2 separate regions of the Zea mays genome follow, and region 1 is linked to region 2. Evidence: chromatin contacts called from public Hi-C data. All regions are on one chromosome and are shown on one strand. Each heading gives the region's core, a stretch centred on a gene start, on an enhancer-like site or on the middle of the called end of the contact. The rest is flanking DNA. Distances are from core to core; before and after follow the strand shown.

Evidence for each region. A called contact is a pair of places that touch in the nucleus more often than the background predicts.
Region 1: a contact with region 2 is called in a Hi-C map of tassel, with 5 times the contacts expected there. The contact joins the promoter of LOC541821 here to the promoter of LOC100217253 in region 2. A contact is called at or near these places in 7 of 25 Hi-C or Micro-C datasets (ear, leaf, leaf mesophyll and 2 more).

Annotation. Positions count from the first base shown.
Region 1 is chr6:179,093,619-179,097,932 of Zm-B73-REFERENCE-NAM-5.0, forward strand. It overlaps LOC541821 (hypersensitive induced reaction 3), which reads left to right and starts at 2,734. Exons shown (of 4, transcript NM_001111502.1): 1 at 2,734-2,880; 2 at 3,330-3,568; 3 at 3,642-3,762; 4 at 3,827-4,314. The coding sequence starts at 3,380.
Region 2 is chr6:178,888,828-178,893,435 of Zm-B73-REFERENCE-NAM-5.0, forward strand. LOC100217253 reads right to left here and starts at 2,410. Exons shown (of 18, transcript NM_001401848.1): 1 at 2,037-2,410; 2 at 138-241. The coding sequence starts at 2,075. LOC100279448 reads right to left here. Exons shown (of 19, transcript NM_001329507.1): 17 at 3,984-4,332; 18 at 3,523-3,807; 19 at 2,651-3,417. The coding sequence ends at 2,836.

The DNA.
Region 1 (4,314 bases), core at 1,484-3,983, 210 kb after region 2:
ATTAGCGTTCTGTTACGCCTTTCGGCAACCCCATTCTGTTGTGGTTCGCCAGGTGTTGAATACTGAGCAACAATACCATTTTCTCTTAGGAACCTCGCGAAAGGTCCTGGAACTTGGCCATACTCGGTATGGCGCCCATAGTACTCCCCCCCACGATCTGATCGGACAATCTTTATCTTCAAATTGTGTTGATTTTCTACTTCAGCCTTGAACTGTTTAAACTTGTCTAAAGCTTCTAATCTTTCCTTAATGGGATAAATATAACCGTAGCGAGAGTAGTCATGTGTGAAGGTTATGAACGAGTTAAACCCATCTACTGTCCTAACTGGAAAAGGACCACAGATATTTGTATGAATAATTTCTAACACTCTCGTACTATGCTTAGCATCTTTCTTAATCTGCTTCGCGAATTTACCCTTAATGCAATCTCTGTATTGCTCTAAGTCTGTGAAGTCTAGGGGATGGAGAATCTGTTCCTTAACGAGACTTTCTATTCTCCCCCTCGAAATGTGGTCCAAACGATAGTGCCATAATTTTCTGTACTTTTCTGGATTTTCTAGCTATTTTTCTAATTTCTTTTCTGTTTCACTAATTTTGATTTCCAGGAAAATTAAAAAAAAATCGCTGGAAAAAAATGTGTCTGGCCATTTTGGCCTGGCCTACTTGTGGAGGCGTGCCCAGCCAGGAAAGGGGAGGGGGGCAAGGCGTGCCCAGGCCGTAACCTGGGCCTGGGCCGCCCATCGAGCCCACGCGCGCGCTGCACCTGTCTGGTGGCCGTTGGATCGAATCCAACGTTCCAGATTCACCACACGCGCTATAAAGGGCAGAGAACTCGGGGCCGTTAGAAAACCCTAACTCATTTTCTTCCTCCCCCAGCCGCACAACCACTCGGCCGTCAGAGAGATTTTTCTTTTGGCCAACCGCACCATTTTTCTACCCTCTGTTCCGGTCGGCTAGCAATGGACCTGTGCGATGCATGCATGCAACTCCTCTCACTTTGCATGCGCGCTGCATGCTCCTCTCACTTTGCATGCGCGCTGCATGCTTGCACTCTGGCATTCTGGTATGGACTGTTTAAACTTGTCTAAAGCTTCTAATCTTTTCTTAATGGGATAAATATAACCGTAACGAGAGTAGTCATCTGTGAAGGTTATGAACGAGTTAAACCCATCTACTGTCCTAACTAAAAAAGGACCACAGATATATATATGAATAATTTCTAACACTCTCGTACTATGCTTAGCATCTTTCTTAATCTGCTTCGCGAATTTACCCTTAATGCAATCTCTGCATTGCTCTAAGTTTATGAAGTCTAGGGGATGGAGAATCTGTTCCTTAACGAGACTTTCTATTTAATCCTAACCATCTCATGTGTGGTTATCCATCTAATCACGTGAGGGTTGTTGGCTATCTCCTAAGAATAGGTCCAGACCTCATCCCCTATAAATATAAAGGGGTACGGCCGACTAAGAACCCCCAACACATTCCAATCGAATCTATCTACTTTATTTACATTTTCTGCCCTAGGAGTAGATGTAGCGTAGTTCTAGTTGTAGCCTTCCGCATATCCACCTCCACCCCTATTCGACTCTACATCGTCTAAATTCGTCTTGGGTGGTCTGCCGACCCAAAAACGATCCTAGGATCTTACTCCTCTCGGAGGGCAAGATCTAGTTGTTCATTCAAAATATTATATCTCGACTGTCTCTTAATTCCTAGGCGACTCCACGTCGTCTCGAGACCCGGAGCGCCCTAAGATCTCTCATCCAGGTGCGAGATCTAGGTTCCAGCGAGGAGCAAAACGACCCTGCGCCATCGCGGACCGTCCGGCCCTGTGAGCGGACAATCCGGTGCGACGTAGAGAAGACGCCGCTTCTGCATCTAGGTCGTCAACCATTCGTCCCAGATCGCGGACCGTCCGTGTCTGCACAGAGAGCATCGCTAGAGGATATACCCCTGGCAATTGACGCTGCCCAGATCATCACCAACAGATATGACGCAGGGCAATCACGGATTTCATGGTACAAGATAAGAAGAATGCCAGGGCACTGCCCCTGCCCCTGTGGTTTGGACAGCTAGCTACATGGACTCCTGCTTTCACGTTCTCATACAGGCACTCCTGCACTGTGCTCCTTCGTCTCCTCCTCCCCTGCCTGCCACCAACTGCCAAGGTAATAATGGCCACACTTTCTTCTTCTTCTTTGCTTGCCTTCTGCACTGCAATTGCCGCCGCAAGTGCTGTGTGTTTGCCTCTCGTTCATCCCCAAACCCTACCTCTCGCCTCGGTCTCCTTTGAATTTCTCCATCGATCTATTATTGTTCCTATATAAAAGGATGCTGTCGTCGGGAAGGAAATCCTCTTGTCTGCCGCGACGACTCCAAAGTCTACTGCAAACCTGCATTCTTATCCGCTGCAGTTTCTGATTCCGACACCATTCATCCAGTTTCCATACTTTTGACCGGCCCTATAATTTCTCAAACGTGTGGAGGCGCCTGCAATTCGCCCCCAGATATCCCCCCCAACCAATTTGATAGAATTTCCAAGTTTTTTTTCCCGCAAGTCTTCCGAATCTCGTCAACGTCAAGGTCGAGCGTTTAGCACGCAACCCATTTTGTATTGTCATTATATATATAAATAAATAATAAAAGCGACATGTTGTGCTTGTATTGTATGTTTGCTCCAATCTTTCAAATTCGCTAGATGATGCTGACCCTCCCAGTCTGCTTCTTTATGATGAATCCAATCCGTCGTGGAGACATCTAAGCAGGCTTTACTGAATCTAGTTGCTATTTAACCAGGTGCCAAGTGCAGATACCTTCCCTGCCTCACAAACAACGCCACCCTGTACTAGATACCATCAGGGTCTTCAACCAGGGCAGGTTCTCTTCTCTTCCTGCAATCTTCATTCTGCTCTGACCGAGCATACGCTATTTGATTGTCTTTGCTCTCTCTCTCTCTCTGTCTGTGGTGTGTATGCAACAGTAACTGTTCTTCCAAGTCCTGTCATGTTTGCAAATGCTTCAAAATTATCTTGCTTAGTTACTTTACAATAAGATTTTGGTTCCTGAATTGAAAATACTGCCGCATGGAGATGGAATTATTAGGTGCTAAGTATTCAGCATCTGTGAAAGAATTTACTTGATGGAGGTGCTTAGATGTTTCTTTAGCTGTTATCGTTTTATTTTTCTTAGTAATTCTGGTCATCATACAACCTTTGTTTTTTACTTGTTGTTTAGTTGCTAGTACTGCCAGCTATTAATCTCAGTTGCAGTGCTTATTCACACTATTAATTATCGGTAGTAGTAACTGGCAACTATTGGGCCTATAGGTTTATGTTCAGGTGGCACTGCCAGCAGAAGTGATCCGTTGACTTCAGCTATGGGCAACCTGTGCTGCTGTGTTCAAGTCGACCAGTCGACTGTGGCCATCAGGGAGCAGTTTGGCAAGTTTGACAGCGTGCTTGAGCCAGGATGCCACTGCATGCCTTGGTTCGCCGGCAAGCGTGTAGCTGGGCAACTCACACTCAGGCTGCAGCAACTGGATGTGCGCTGTGAGACAAAAACAAAGGTATGTATGTTCTGCTTAGCTTGTGAAAATTAATGGATTGTGGTGGCAGCTTCTAACACCTGGATTTGTGCAGGACAATGTTTTCGTGAATGTGGTGGCATCTATTCAGTACCGCGCTCTGGCTGACAAAGCAAGTGACGCTTTCTACAAACTGAGCAACACAAGGTCCCAGATCCAAGCCTACGTCTTTGACGGTACGTAGCAGTTTGTTTCTTGCTAGTTTGAGTGTTCATGGTTGTGACTATGTCGTCCGTACAGTGATCAGAGCAAGCGTTCCCAAGCTCCATTTGGACGATGCTTTCGAGCAGAAGGACGAGATCGCAAGGGCGGTGGAGGAAGAGCTTGAGAAGGCCATGTCGGCTTATGGCTTTGAGATCGTGCAGACTCTCATCGTGGACATCGAGCCAGACGAGCATGTGAAGCGCGCAATGAACGAGATCAACGCAGCTGCGAGGCTCAGGGCGGCTGCAAACGAGAAGGCGGAGGCGGAGAAGATCGTGCAGATCAAGCGCGCGGAGGGGGAGGCAGAAGCCAAGTACCTGTCCGGGCTGGGCATTGCGCGCCAGCGGCAGGCCATCGTGGACGGGCTCAGGGACAGCGTGCTGGGGTTCTCCGTCAACGTGCCGGGCACCACCGCCAAGGACGTCATGGACATGGTGCTCATCACCCAGTACTTCGACACCATGAAGGAGATCGGCGCGTCGTCCAAGGCGTCCTCGGTGTTCATCCCGCATGGCCCCGGAGCG
Region 2 (4,608 bases), core at 1,160-3,659:
ATTCGCTCATAGATCATAAATGGATTCCTTTGCCTGTAAAGCAACAATGCATGCAAGATTCATAGAGTGATAAGTGTTCAACAATAGCTTAGACATGCTGGAAACTGTAGTAGGTTGAAAGCAGGTAATGGTCTTACAAATTTATGAGTCGGGTATTCAGCGCTTTGCACTCCTGAATGATTTCATCCTCATCAAGAAGCTCTTCCAATGTAAAGTTCTCCTTGTCCAGAATTGTATCCACCTGACCAACAGGAAAAGAAAGTTAGGCATGTGGGACGGGGATGCCCCAGTGTATGCTACTAAATTTTCACAAGAAACCTGAGATGGTAAAAAAAAAAGGTATACTAAGGGCATGTTTGGATTCCAGGAGCTAAAGCAAAAATGATTATAGAGTTTAGTTACTTAGGAGCTAAATATCCAAACAGGAAGAGCTAAAAGTGACTAAATTGATACTTTTTTCACCACTATAATCAGTTTTAGTGCTTCCTATTTGGATCTTTAGCTCCTAAGAGCAGCTCCAGTAGTTATGTAAAATATATCTCCTTAAAATTGTATTTAGCAAGTTTGTAAACAGCTATTGGGCGTTCAAAAAAAATTTGTGGATCTCCAACAGTTGCTATTATTTAGGTAGTTAATCTGTTTGAAAAATCAAATTGGTGGGTCATTTGGATACCATGCAACACGACTGCCGTACAAAACAGGAAGAGTCAAAGGCATGTGTGACATACGAAGCAGCAGGAACAGGGAAAGATTGCCACGAGTGAGAAAATGGCGTCAGTTTTTTTTCGTGACTTGCTACATGATTATCAAATGTAGGGAGGAAATAGGGTTACATGAGAAGTGACTAAATTTATGAAGTCAATTTAGAGAGCTGTTGGAGAGAGGTTTTTGTGCTAACTATCTAAATTCTTGATTTAGAGAGTCATTTAGAGAACTACTGGAGTTGCTCTAAGTAACTAAACTTTAGTCACTTTTGTTTTAGCTCCTGGGATCCAAACAGCCCCTAAATAAATAAGACATGACAATAAACATGGTCGGTCCACTGGACAGTTAGTTATTATTACTATAAAATGAGTACAATGAACCAAAAGAATACATCTAGTGATAACATGATGATGAAACTACCCCATGGGCCAGAAAAAGTTTTACGACTCTTTATAAGGGAATAAGAAATAAATAAACAGTAAGCATACTTGACATGAAATTAGTTTCCGACACAGGTATAGGAAGCCCTATAAATAGTAATGGGACAGAAACAGAAAATATGTTCCCACAGAGACAGTAACAGAAAATGTGCAGAGAGCCAGAGAAAGCCTGTTTATTAATGAACCGGAATCGTTGTCAATGGAATTGCTCAAACTAGCTGCACTCAAGCTTTATCCAATTCCTTCCCTGGGTAGGTGTGCGTGCAGCAGGAACATGACGGTGATCACAGAATATAACCCTGAACGTGGAGTGGAAGCTGTTCCAACATCAACGCCGATTCAGCCGGCTGTAGATAATGAGTCAAAAGGGAAACCAACAGGACCTAGATTTTGCTATAGTTTGTTTTGTTATGTTCTTTTCGGAAGTCAAGCTTGGCGAATGCCGTAAAAGTTCGGGAGTCCATTGCAGAAGACAGGAAAATATCCTGTGCAATCACTTATATTGGTGCAAGCGTGCAATCAAGCGGTTTGGTGCATCTAATCTAGATCTAATGATGACTGTTATTTTATATTTAACCCCTTCCACCTAAAACATAGTACCTATTTTACTTTTAACCTCTTCCATATGAAACCGTTGGATCTAGATTGGATGCTCTGGATAGTTTGATTGCACGTTTGCACCAAAATGAGTGATTGCACAGGATATGTCCTCGCAGAAGACAGAGAGCACAAAGGCTACGGCGTTACAGCGCGCGGCCTAGGCGGCAGCGAACCCTACGCGCAGCAGGCGTGGCTGTAGAGCAGAGCAGGGTTGGTCCGGCTGGCGAGGCGACAAGCAGAACGGAAGAGCGAGAGGGCAGAGCGGAAGAGGCATCAGAGGAGTGTACTCACGGGCGAGGCCGCGGAGAGGCCGGTCATGCGCCAGAACATGGCGGCGGATCCCGCACAGATCTAGGGCTGGTCAGGGTAGAGCGAAGCGGCGGCGGCGGAGTCCGGGCTCACCGCGATCGGCGGGGTGGGGCGCGCGCGGGCGGGCAGAGTTTGCGGCGGTGGACCGGGCAGTGGGATAGGCAGGCGGGCCCGTGCGAGAGAGAGAGAGAGAGAGAGGGGGGGGGGGGGGGGGGGGGGGGGGGGGGGGGGGGGGGGGGGGGGGGGGGGGGGGGGGGGGGGGGGGGGGGGGGGGGAGCGCCAAAGCCCTCGGCTCAGACAGAGAGAGAGGAGAGGGAGGAAGAGCCTGCCGCAGTGCCGCCTGCGCAGCGCTGTGGACTCGCAGCGGCAGGTTCAAATCGATCAAACTAGGGGCTGGGCTGCAGGCTGCTGCCTGCTGGAGGTGCTACTATGAAATGGACAGGGGATGGACTATGCCTCATGGACAGGGTTGGGCCACTATCTCAACTCTCCTACCACAAGACAAGACGGCCGTCTCATTCAGCACATCCCTTTGTTACTGGCTCACGCCGACCCACCTATCAGTTAGGACCATCACAGGATTCACCACTAATTTTAACATTAAGCATTAATAATAAAGAAAAGAAACTGGCACAGCTCAAACAAACAAATCACGATAGGATATAGCATAGGATAGACTGCAGCCACGGCCGAACACTTTGATCGTGCGAGCCGCGGAGGCTACAGCTCAGGGAACAAGTTACTACTTGCTTACAAGCAACGCTTCCATGTTCCATCTACACTAGTGAAGCCTCGTCAGCTCTTCCACCCTCTTGGACAGCTCCTCCACGGGGACGCCCATCGCCTTGGACACCTCCTCCATCTTGCTCCGGCTAAGGTCAAGGAAAGACTCGATCAGGTCACCGTCGAGGAAGTTCCGAGCCTCCGCCGTCTTCTTGTCGTTATGGAAGGACCGCCATTGCTCGTGGCTCAGGTTTCCGACGCCCTTTATGTACTTCACAAGGGTCGACTGGAGCTTCTCCAGGAAGATGTATTGGTCGTGCGGGAGGGAGGCAATAATGCCAATCACCCCGTTTATTGTGCCAAAGATGACCGTAGGGATCTGCCCTATATCCGAGTCTGGAAGGCGCATCACCAGTGAACCGTGGCGGAATCTGTTCACAAACTCCCCAAGGTGGTACTCTCCCACCACCTCAAGCCTGGCCCTTTCGTCATCTGTCGCCGCATCGCTGTTCTTGCGCACCGTGAATAGGTTATAGCTATTCTCCGCCCCAACGTAGACTTCATCATCAAGCATCTCAACTGCAGTCATCCAGTTTGCATTGTAATCCCTAGCACGCTCTTCAATCGCGCTTTCCTCATGCTGCCCAAAAATACACAATAGCAATCAGCCCAACCAACAATTAGGGACTGACACAAAAAAGAAAAATACAAATAATAAGATCGCCAACAGTTAAAAAAGACTCACCTTATACACCAGCAAGGATATTGATTTCATCAGATCGCCAACCACAATGAAGTCACCACGTGTTTGAGTATACAAGGCAAGTATGTGCCCATGGTGGCCACACTCAGACTGCAGCTCATGTGAACCATCCTCGCGTGACATCCACTTATACAATTGAATCTTCTGGTTGATAGCAGCCAACAATTTCCCATTGAATGCATTCAGCGAATAAACTGCTCCTTTGGTTTCTTTCTCCACGATCAATTGCAAGCTTCCATCTTCAACTGCAAATACAAGAATCCGGCCCTACAAGATGTGCCAACACATAAGCATTTTGTGCACGAGAAATAGACAAGGTTCACAGAGAAATAAACTACAAGCAGTAAATTGGACAAGTATTAAAAGGGAGTTAACCAGTATTTTAGCGTATTAAAAGGGAACTGACTAGTATTAGTGAAACATCATGCTTTCAGATAAACTACCTTCGTCGGTTCATTTTCTTCAGGTATAACATATGCAGTTCCCACACAGTAATAAACATTACTATCATCCGCAAACGAACAGCTAATGATGGAGCAGCCACATTCATATTGATCTAGAGGATATACACACAGGGACTCAAACGTCTGATGATCTAGCAGACGTATTAAATGAGTCTCACTTTCCTCCACACTCTGGTTGTACTTGAAACTGCAAAATGCTAGTGTCCTTGATTGCTCCTGGTGACAAATGCGACGTGCTTGTTCATTAAGGGGGATTGTGCGGATATGAAGCTTCTGTATATCATCGATAGTTCCAATTGAAAGTTCACCCTCTTTAGCAATTGCAAGACTGTGACATTAGAAAAAAGATGGGGTGAACTAGAGCAAACTTACGACAGTGGTATCATTTTCAAACCATAACTCCACAAAGACTGGACCAGTGACACAAATGAAGTACAAGCTCAGAGCATCAAGTAGAATGCAAGTTGCAACTAGCAACAATCAAAAAATTAAACGATGACATCAAAAGACATAAATAGTAGGCTACAAAAGATTTCTTTCCCCTAATTTGACTGCTAATGATAAGATTTATAAGTACATAAGAATTAAAAGGAGGTTTCTTCAC